2 separate regions of the Zea mays genome follow, and region 1 is linked to region 2. A link is a contact called in public Hi-C data. All regions are on one chromosome and are shown on one strand. Each heading gives the region's core, a stretch centred on a gene start, on an enhancer-like site or on the middle of the called end of the contact. The rest is flanking DNA. Distances are from core to core; before and after follow the strand shown.

Region 1 (6,013 bases), core at 1,622-4,121, 250 kb before region 2:
ATGCTGCAATATGCAAAGCATTGTTTCAGCTGTGGTGGTAGATTGTCATAGCTCGTTCGTAGAATTGGCATGATTTCCTCCCATACTGCATTTCTCTGCAAGACTTGTTTCCACTCATCTACACTGTTGTTACGTTTCAGGTGTCCAGCTACCACCTTTGCGGCAAGAGGAAGGCCACTGAGTGTCTCAGCAATTTTCCTTCCAATGTTCTCCAGTTTTGAGTCGATGGTATGTTTTGTCTCATCAAACACATAAGTCTTTATCAGGGACCAACAATCATTAACTTGCAAGGTCTCCAGATTAATTATAGAGGATGATTGTAGCATCTCTGCTACTATACTTGACCGAGTTGTCAAAAGTATCTTGCTCCCCTTTGCTCCGTCCTTCAGAGGGGCTAGCAGCTTCTGCCAGTTCTCTTGTTCTATTGCTATTGTTTTGTTGTCACTGTTCCAAACGTCATCTAAGGCAAGGAGGAAACGTTTTGAAGCAAGCCTTGCCTTCAAGGCGACTTGAAGTCTATTGAAATTTGCTATGCCACCATGCCTAAACCGACTGCTGGAAGCTGACTCCAGCATTTCTTTTGTGATTCTCAACTCGTCCAAGAGAGAAGTAACACAAATCCACATCCTCACATCAAAGCTCTCTGTTATTCTAGCGTTGCTGTACACATGCTGTGCTAGAGCAGTCTTACCTATGCCACCTACACCAACAAACAATAGAGACAACAGAAACTGGGTTCTCGACCTGAGAACTTATCAGAGCAGTTACCAGCTGTTGGGCTTCGAAGTCCCGCCCGGTGATTCTCCCGTAGGGTATTGAGCTTGTCATGGCGTTGCGATTGCTGCTTCCGATGTTCCTGGGTAGACTGAGTACTTCACTTACTCCACTTGTAACCTGCTCAATACGCTCCAACAGATTTACCATCTTATTCTTTACCCTTGCTGATCTATCCCAACATGGTTCAAGGCTAGAAGCAGCGACACCTTGGCTGTGAAACCGGGAGAGCATGAAGGCACTGATTGGGCTACTGCTCTCGTTTGCACTTGATTCTTCTACCTCATGGTGGAGACGGTTGTACTCAAGCTTGTCTAGGAGGTCCTCTGCATCATACATAACATCTCGGAGCTCTCGCATCCATGGAAGGGAGCTGTAGGAGAGTGCGGGTACCAGCTCGGCACCATGGAGAACTGACTGCGTGCGAAGCAAAGCAACACGAAGCCTGTCCAGCTCATGCTCGATGCCACAGTCGGCCGCCCATTGCCGGAGCTGGTAGGACAAGTATTTGTCGAAGATAACCTGGATGAACCAGCCACCTATAGCCAAGTAACTGGAGATATCCATATTGCCAATTACTGAGATTGATATCCTTTCTTAAGACCTATAGTCTCTCATATACTGGTGGACACCAGGTCAAAGTCTTCCAAGTCTTTGAAGGATCTTCTGCACCATATGTTAATGGGGCTACCTTTAGTTTTGAAAGGGACACATTTGTCAGCTTTATTCATATGCTGGTTCCTTTATGAACCTTAATGCACCCTTTTCAACTGACCCACATTACCTGTGGTTAGAGACTTAAATTTCTAATCCTAGACTTTGTTTGGATCTCAGGTAAGGAGCCTCTGATACACAGAAAGCATGGAGCATCTGACATCCTTTGGCTGGATTCGTGGAGTACAGTTTGTAGGAGTTTTGGTATGAAGAATAAGTCTAGATGTTTTGGGTCGAGTTTCTTCGCATCAGTTTACAGGAGATTCCAATCCTCTCTGGGTTAGCTAGGCCCATTTGGGGCCACTCGTCATTTTGTTGTCAGAGATCCTGCTGCCTTTGTTTTATCCAAATACACATGCAGGGCTGGTTTAGATATTGGAGAGCGCGCAGTATTGGTTGTCTTCAGTTTTGAAACTTTGATCGCTAAAAATGGTAGAGGGGTGATTGGGTGAAAACGAGCTGATGCGAACGGACAACCTATATCCTATCCTTGTGTATTTCAATTGGATTTGAGTTAGGATACGGATAGTTAGAAACCTGACAAATATGAATACAAGGATCAGATATATACAAATATTATTTGGCCGGACATATGCAGATATTAGATACTTGTATAATAATGTATGAATTGCTCATCATTTAATATAATCCGGTTCGAGTATAAAATAGTTACACGAGCATTGCATAATGCATAGATCAACAGAATAATATAAGAATAATATAACAATAAGTTTAAATTATACAATAGTCTAATACAATAAAAAACGTGATGTATTATAAAGTTATAGATCTCTTTGACATATATGATTTTTATATAAACTTTATCATCATCTGAGTTAATGTGAACATTATAGTTTTATAAAAATATTACACAGAAAAATGAAAATGGATACCCAAAACTTACGTATCTATAATTCCATATTCAATATAAAAATCCGGATATTTACTAAATAGTCCTCACTTCGAATTTGAAGCTGCACTATCTAGATACTATTCATACCGGTTCGCATCTGAAATATTTGTATTATCCCCAAAAATTATTAGGATTTGCACCTGTTTTGATTAATCTTCGTAATAGGAAAAGTAACTCATTGGCTAGCTATGATAGAGAAAAGCTCATTACTCTGGGTAGATAATTCTCCTCTTCTGTCTTCCATTTAATTGTACACGATGTAACTGCCTTTGTGAATCAATAAAGCTAGCCACAAGGCTTTTCCTAAAAAAACAGTATGGATACTTCCATATGCTTAAGAACATTTAACAAAACTAGAAAATCATAAACGCCGTACACAGACAGTTGACATACATGAGCAGTGTACAAATAATCAAATATGACCGAAGTATAAACCCATCCCTTGTCTCCTTTTGATGATCGGGTACAACCCGACTGAGCGACGCTAGAGTCGTGCGTCGTGTCCCCTTGGCGCGGCGCCCACCTCTGACCTCGCCACTGGAGATGCTGCTGCGCCAGAGCTGAACTAAAACCCCGGGAAATCAGGCAGCAGGCCGCCGGAGGAAATGGAGCAGCTGGTGGGAGTTCACCATCACCACCACTCGCTCTCCCCTCGGGCTCCTCGCACCCCGACCCGCCCGCAGCCGCAGCCGCAGCCGCACCCGCTCCTCCACCATCTCCCGTCCAACAGGTTCCGGGATCTCCACTCCCAGATTCACAATCACATTCACCCCGCGGTCCCCGCGGCCAGCAGGGTGCTCCGCGCCACCCCGCCCTTCTTCCTCATCCTCCTCGCCGCCGTCTACCTGCTTGCCTCCGTCACCATCTTCTCCGCCCCCACGCCGCTGCTCCGCCTCCGATTGGCCTCTCCCAGGCCGCTGATCCTCCCGAAGCCCGCGCCACCGCCGCCGCCGCCTGCGCCGGAGCTCTTTGATTTAGACGGCGGGAGTGTCCGGGTCCGCCTCACCAATGTCGGCGCCGCCGTCACCTCGTTCCTCGTCCCGGACAAGAACGGTGCGGGTTCTCTTTGGTACCTGCCTTCTGTTTGCTTGTGCTCTACAGCGGCTCTGACTCTTCTGTTTCACGATGCTCGGCTCGTCTTCCTCCCAGGGGTTCTCGCTGATGTGGTGCTCGGATTCGACTCGCTGGATCCGTACCTGGTGAGTTCTTGATGCATGCGGTTTCATTTGGAACCATTAATTAGCGCACTGGCACATTTCTTGGAGATCTCTGCGGGAGTCGAGTGAGGAGTCCGAAGGGAGATATTTTGTTGTTTTCCGACTTTTGAAAGTCAACTTGTGCATCCCAGCGCTGCATATTTTTTTGTTAGCTTGTGTAAATGCCTCTGCATGTGTGCTAGGATCCCATTTTTTGGCCCGTAGGTTACTCAGTTATCATAGCTTGAGTTCTGTAATACTCCGTATTATAGTACTAGAAGATGAGGTAGTATTTTTTAAATATTTTTTTCCTGCGAAAGTGCAGCCAAATTTACTGATCCATAGAAACCTAGAATACTGTTATTAACTACAGTATTATGATGCTATCTACCAGTAATAACAGTATTAAACCTTGTATATGTAAGCTCTGTTTTTTAATATCTCTTGTGTTCAATTAATTATACTAAAACATTTGGTTGTACCGTTGGTAACGGAGTAAACACACATTCAGGCATTACTCTCATCTTTTCTTGGTAACTTGGAGCATCCATTGTTTGGTCCAATATGCGTCAAGACTTCAACGACTGTGCTGCCATGCCAAACTACATTGAGCACTCAAAAGTGTGAAGTGTAAAAGTAAACTTAAAATATGAAGCCTCATTTGATTTAGTTTCTCCTGGGTGTTGCTTATAAGTTACAGCGCTAATACTGCATAACAGTTTATTGATTTTGCCTCCGACATCATTCTGCTATTGAGTATTGACAAGTTTTACCTCCAACTCCAAGGATCTGAACTCCAGTGCCATCTGTTACATTTCTTATATGGTTCTAGGTCATAGCATTTAATTTGAAATAACATTGAAATAAATCCAATACTCAGTCCAACACTTAATTTGTTTCAGTATTGTTCATACTGTAGCTTTCAGCATGAGTTTTTATTTTGGTGAACTGTTAAATTGTCTTGCATATTTTCCTGTTTTTAAAATCTTTCCTTCCTGTATACGAGTGTAACTTCATGCTAATGGCAGCATGAATCGGTGTTCCAGCACTTACTTTAGAAACAACAGCTGGAAGATTGTGGCTGTGTGCCTCTGCCACAAATTGCATCTTTTTTTCAGCTTGAATCACATTTTGCCAAACTGCATTATGGTGGCCAGCTGGCACAGCTAGCCAAGAGTCAGCATTTAGAAGTAAATGCTTTTTCATTGCTTGATAGGAACCAGGAATTGGTATGTTTGCTGATGGAACTGAATTCTAAAGTTTGGTTGACGTCCTTTTCTACTACTGAACCACCTTAGAAGTTAGACCTACCCCATCTGGTTTACAAATGCTTACCTTTTGGACATGAGTTAGTCAAACTTTAGAATTCAGTTCCATCAGCATGTCATGGCTGGCGTGCCAATGATGGGATAAACACCACAGGAAAGATGGCTCGGTGGAGTCAGCTTTGTTGGAGATGAGGTCTAGATCAAAGATGAGAAGAACGAACAGTCGAACACAAGAGAGGGACTACATTGATTGTTTCTTGCTTGCCTTTAATTGATACATCTTCTTTCCTTATATATGGAGTTTATACTTGACTCGTAAGAAATAGATCCAGTCTAATACTACTACCATATCTTATTTTATCTCTAACTCTAACTAACCCTAAACCAGTCGCGGGGCAGTGGGGTTGTGTAGCTGTCCGCCAGCGGGGTTGTGTAGCTGTCCGCCCAGTCGTGGGGCAGCTTGTCTGCTGCTGTGGTCGCCAAGCAGCAGGGCTGACCAGCCACTCGCCCACATCGGTTCGCCCAGCCACCTTTGCCCCTGTTTGTTTCAGCCTTTTGGAGCTTCTGGCCACCAAAAGCTGCTGCGGACTGCCAAACGCTCAGCTTTTCAGTCAGCTTCTATAAAATTCGTTTGGGTAAAAACCATTCAAAATCAACACAAACACATAATCGGTTGAGTCGTTGCAATAGTAGGAATCCGTCACTTTCTAGATCCTGAGTCCTATGGACACCTTTATCTTCCTCCGCACGTAATCCTAATGATACTCAGATTCTCTACACAGCCAGATTCTCTCCATAGCCAGATTCTCAGAAAAGCTGGTCAGAAAAAAGCTGAACCAAACAGGCCATTTGTAGTCCACCCTCAGCCGCCTTTGCCGACCCACTGCCAAGCTCCAAGCCACCATCGACCCGCCGCAGGCATGATGCTGTCTGCCCTGATTTAAGGTTTCGCTCGCTTGATGGGGATGGGATCGGGAGAACAGGGATGGCCAAGATAACAGGGGACACATTAGAGAGGTAACGTGGGTGGGCTGTTTTGCACTGTAGAAACACTGTTTACGGAGTGAAGTTTGAAATAGGAGACATGATAGGGGATGAGATAGGAGAGTTGCTGGTGATAGCCTAAGGGGTATATTTGACATCAAAGT
Region 2 (5,568 bases), core at 2,545-5,044:
TTATCTCAATTAAGATTCTATATTTATATTGTGTACTTATGTCGTGTGCTTTACCTTACCGGTTTTGTTGATAAGCTACTTGATAGCATTAGGACCAATGTTGCATAACTCGCTTACGACAGAGATAGCAACATACTTAAACGATATTCTAGTAAAAGTTAATAACAATTATATTTTTTAATGAGATGAGTCGGTCAAACTTAATATAAAAAAGTGAAACGAATTATATATTGGACCGGATGGAATGTACGTAGAATTTCATCAGCCATCTGGTTCTGTCCATTCCAGGCATTTGGCCTGGTTCTGTCCATTTCAGGACATGGTGGAATTGCTACTTGATATCAAACTACGTCGACGTCTCCGCTGAGCCTGCCGAGGGGCGTCCCTAGTTCCGTACAGGTCATATCCACGTCTCGTTGTTCTTTGGTTGGGCACCAGAGAGACGAGTTGTTTCATTCTTGCGCTGACAGCAGAGGAGCCTTGCCGTCGTCCCATTTGTTTAACCTCTTCTGTGCTTCTTCAACCTGCATTGTTGCATTCGGAGAGACAGAGAGAGAGAGAGATTAGGAAATGAATGCATCTCAATACATACATGTAGAGCTGGGTGAATTGCGAAATTTAAATCTCGAAGACTTCAATGTACGCGCGCATACAGAAAACCAGATTAAGTTTATTGCGGTCTGCACCTCTTTGTTCCAGTTGGTCCTGAATGTAACCCATATCAAGATCAAGGTCTGCATCAAGGTGCCGCCGATCATACCGCTCCAAATACCCTGCAACCGTTGTATCCAGCAGCCATCGTATCAAACAAAGTGACGGAGAAGAACGCCACGCGCAGAGAGGTCGTGCGTACCGCTGCTCCTAGGTCAAAGTAGAAGCCTAGGAGGCACCCGAGCGGGATGCCGACGATGTAGTAGCAGCCGACGTTGACGTACGCGACGAACGCCTGCCATCCACACCCCACAGCGACCCCTGTCGTATCGTATTGTATTGTATTGTATTGTATGTATTCAGAGAGAATCGTCAGTGAGTCATCATGCATGGCTATGTACTGTGTGTGTATATATGAGCGATGCAGTACTCTCTCAGTATGCAATGTATATATATGATGTACTGACCAGAGAGGACGGGCTGGAGCTGGATGCCGTTGAGGATGAGCGTGAACGCCAGCAGCGGGGTGAGCCGGGAGACCGCCTGCGACACGTCCTCACCCTCGGTGAAGATGTAGCTGATGTAGTCCCGGCACAGCAGGATGACGGCGGAGACGAGGACCGACAGGACGAAGGAGAGCAGCGTCACTACCACCACGGAGAACGCCGCCGCCCTTGGGTTGCCGGCGCCGAGCTCGTTGCTCACTCTTACGCTGGAAGATAAACAACAGGGTGAAGAATTGAAGATGGACGCGCGAGTTCAGTCTTTCCTTTATTCATCAGAAGTATTTTATACAGTAGTATATTTTTTACCTGGCTGCTGCATTGAACCCAACGGAGATCATGAACACCCACCCTGAAATTGTCATGCTGGAAAGCAAGGCGCAGAGAATTAAAGTAATAATAATTTGAAGTCAGTTCTTGTCAACAATATATATTCTACAGTAATTGCAAGTCAGTTCTCTATGATATAGTTAGTGTAAATTCCCTACCAGACAGAGAGTGAGGCCAAGGCAAGCTCGGGGTCCTTGAGGAGGCCTGCGATGAGCACGAGAATCTGGAAGTACCAGGTCTCGAGGCAGAGCATGACGGCGGATGCGAGGGAGAGCCTGAAGAAGCTGGGCAGGCCGGAGAAGGCCTGCCACGAGAAGCCCCTCCAGGTGAGGCGGCAGCGGCTGCTGGTGACGATGTATGCGAACTGGGCGGCGACGATGGCCCACCAGCTGGCGCTGAGCGTGAGCGAGGCGCCGAGGAGGCCGAGGCCGAGGCGGTAGACGACGAGGTAGCTGAGGGCGAGGTGGGCGGCGAGCGCGGCGGCGGAGATGTAGGCGCTGGGCCCCATGATGCTCTGCGCCTGCATGAACTTCTGGATGGGGAAGTTGGCGGCGTACGCGAAGATCTGCGGGACCAGGCCGTACACGAAGACGGCGGCGGCCGACGCGATCTCGGGGGACTCCCCCAGCAGGACCAGGACGGGGCGGGAGAAGGCGTACAGCGCCGCCAGCGGCACCCCCGTGGCCATCAGCAGGACGGTGGAGCGCTGCAGGTAGATGCCCAGCATGTCGTACTTGTGCGCCCCGTACGCCTGCCCGCACAGCGTCTCCACCGCGCTCCCCATGCCCAGCTGCCCATTGCGATTGCAGTTGAGTCAGTCAGTGCGAACGCGTGGCGTCAGCGAGACGGAGCGGACGTCGTCGTGACGTCTTTTTTTTTCTATTTTAATTCTCCTTTTTTCCCCCGTTATTATTATATATATCATCGAGAGGAAGAGGACGAGCTAAAAGACCATGTTATTATTCGCTCGATCGCCAGCATCTCGCCATCTCCTACGCTGTGGGGACGTGGGGTGGCGTTGGCAGCTGATACCACCATCATTTGGAGCAGAGTGGGCCGGGCCGGGCCTCATGTATCCGATCCTTTTTAGTGAGGGTTCCGCGATCCGCGTAACGAAGCAAGTGTGGGCGTGTGGCTGTGCAACGGGAACATTTCCCAGCTTCACACAGAGCATGTGGCTGTCGGCCATCCGCATCTAGCATATATCTATCTGCTCCCATACCCTGATCCTGGCTGGGGTAGCACGGAACCGTTGCTGGTGCAATAATAGTGTACTGATCAGGTCGCATCAGCACGTGGTGACGCAGTGCCAGCGACGCGTGTACTTAAGAATAGTCCTGTAGAACGAAGCTAGCTAGCTAACTAGCTAGCAGCTTGACGAGTAGTATCTATCTGTATGTGCTAATTAGATTTCCCAACAGAGATCGTACCTTAATTTTTTCTTATGGATTGGTTATGTGTAGAACAAGCATATATGTAGTACTATATTTTGTTGCACTCATTTTAAAGGTAGTACGTAGCTAGGCGATGCGACCTGTAACAATAACTAATGGTACGGCATGCATATATCACATGCATGTGGGCCCGTAACTTTATCGATCATATCTTTGCATAAGATTCAAGCCATAGCTCATTCACGATGGTGATATATAGGGAGGGTGTACGTGCAAACGTTTGAGTTCATTTTTATTGCCCGGATCTAAAGCAAAGATCAATACGACACGACGGAGGACGACAAACCAAAAACCATCACTACGTACGAACTGCGGTAACGAAGAGTCAATTAAAAAGGCGTCGGCGGCGGCGGCGGCGGGCGTACCATGAGGCCGTAGGCGAAGACCTGGATGCCGGTGTTGCCGAGCGAGGCGGCGGCGAGCTCGAGCGTGCCGAGGTGGCCCGAGAAGATCTGCGTGGACATGGACATGAGGTAGTTGATCATGTACACGAGCACGGCGGGCGCGGCCAGGCGCACCAGCAGCCGCATCTCCACCGCGGACGCCGACGCCATCCGCGTCCCCCACGGCACGGACGCGTCGCCCAGGATGCTCTCCAGCTGCCCGCTCACCACCGCCTCGCCGTGGCCCGTCGACGACGCGCCCAGCAGCGGGCTCTCCAGCTTGCTCTCGCCACCGCCGCCGGCGCTGCCCATCGTGCGTGTATATATATTACGTGTATACCAAGATGGATCTGGCCGCCGCCGCGTGTATATATATGTGCCTCGTCGTTGTGGTGTACTCTAGTCTAGATATTATATAGGCTGCAGTCCTCAGCTCGCTCGCTCAGGCCTCGGATCGGAGAGGTAGCTGCTCGATCTCGGCTTCGTGGCGCCTGCGCGTCCGTTCGCGGGCACTATATAACCCCTGCTGCGACGGACGGGGCATGGGTGGAGAGGAGAGAAGAAAGACAAGTTGGATGGAATCAGCCTGAGCATGCAGACAAAAGCGCATTCATATACGGCGTAGTAGTAGTAGTATAGTACCAGCTGCGACAACATTAACAAGAAAAAAATTATTGGCATGCTAGCTAGCTGCTTGGCGACGACTGGGCGTCACTGATGATGAGCGTCCTTTTGTTTTTGGGCATCATCTCAGCTCAAAAGGTCCCTTGTGTAGTAGGAAAATAATAATAATAAAATAAAGAAAAAAGGCTGAAAAAGGTCCCGTAGAGGTACATCGAGCACCGTTTAATTATTTGGGGCGACGTACCGCCCACGGCGAGGCACTGAGTACCCCCAATCCGTTTTAGGCTAGCCGCAGTGGTCAGCTGGAAAAGCTACGCTAAATTTTTACAGTAGACAAGCTCTGCAACGGTGCACTCTATATCTCACTCTACGCTCTCTCTCCGCCTCTTCTACGCCAAATGTAGCGCTCTGCCACTGCTCTCTCCCAGCAGACGAGGTGGGCCTAGAGAACCAGTACAGTAGCAGTAGAAGGAAGCAGTACAGCAGCCGTGTGATGGAGTTGGTATAGAGTATGGTAAAAATATGATATAATAAATGGTAGTTGGTATAGAGTAGATATATAGGGTAATTGTGACCGCGGAGAATTATTGGATAGAGTAGAGAATCTCGCTGATCAGGATAGAATATTCTTTTTAAGGTAGAGAAATAGAGTAGTATGAGTGCGGATAGCCTTAGATCTGTAGATCGTTTTAGCTACTGTATATATGTGACAATAATGGAAATATTTTTAGCATCAATAGGTTTAATTTGTAGTTAAATGCGCAGTGGTATATATATGCAACATTAAATAAGATTTGTATTTTGGTAATGTGTTTGTTTGGTAGTTTATTTTAATAATTTTTTATTAGAGCAACTCCAGTAGTTCTCTAAAAGACTTTCTAAATCAATAATTTAGGTAGTTAACATAAAAACTATTCTCCAACAGTTCTCTAAATGAACTTTCTAAATTTAACAACTTGTCATCTAACCTCATTTTCTCTCTACATTTGGCAACCATTTAACAACTCCCTAAACAAAAATGTTGACTGCATTATATAGTTTTTGTGACTTATTTTTTATGTGGATAAATACAAAACAAAATTACAACATATATTTAGAGAACTATTGGAGAACTCACATTTTTTTACTCCAAAAGTCATTTAGCAACTTCTTAAATCTGTGATTTAGAGAGCTAAAATTTACATAACTATTGGAGTTGCTCTTAGTTAGATGAAATTGATCGAGAGAGAAAACCCCCTCCCTCCATTCTATGAAGAATACCACTTTTATTTTATAATATATGTATTTACAAAAATAATATTGTTGATGTATATATTTTTTTGTAAATTTACTAGCAAACACCTGGTAGCTTCATTCTATTTTATTATTATGGACCGATGAGTATATATATATTTTTAAAAATCAAGCACACGAGAGAGATAGAGCAGTTTTCACCATGCCCTTCGTCGTGACATGCATGTACAGTGTCAAGTCATAGACACTGAATATGAATATATAGGAATAGGAAAAACACAATATTAGGGTTGGCTATGAATTGCAATCCTACATGAATTGAGAACGCAAGAAAATTTCTCACTTTGCCTTTGGATGCTACGCATGACTTTAAGTAAAGAGACAAGAGCC

The links. Hi-C and Micro-C count contacts between places; a contact is called where the count stands out from the background.
Region 1: a Hi-C map of tassel shows a contact between it and region 2, with 2.4 times the contacts expected there. The contact joins the promoter of LOC100383851 here to the promoter of LOC100281692 in region 2. A contact is called at or near these places in 4 of 25 Hi-C or Micro-C datasets (bundle sheath, ear, endosperm and 1 more).

What each region holds. Positions count from the first base shown.
Region 1 is chr5:21,884,591-21,890,603 of Zm-B73-REFERENCE-NAM-5.0, reverse strand. It overlaps LOC100383851, which reads left to right and starts at 2,871. Exons shown (of 5, transcript NM_001176481.2): 1 at 2,871-3,454; 2 at 3,551-3,600. The coding sequence starts at 3,007. It also overlaps the pseudogene LOC103626089.
Region 2 is chr5:21,637,172-21,642,739 of Zm-B73-REFERENCE-NAM-5.0, reverse strand. It overlaps LOC100281692 (transparent testa 12 protein), which reads right to left and starts at 3,794. Exons shown (of 7, transcript NM_001371790.1): 1 at 3,304-3,794; 2 at 1,643-2,274; 3 at 1,464-1,520; 4 at 1,119-1,363; 5 at 854-972; 6 at 687-773; 7 at 150-524. The coding sequence starts at 3,633. The coding sequence ends at 453.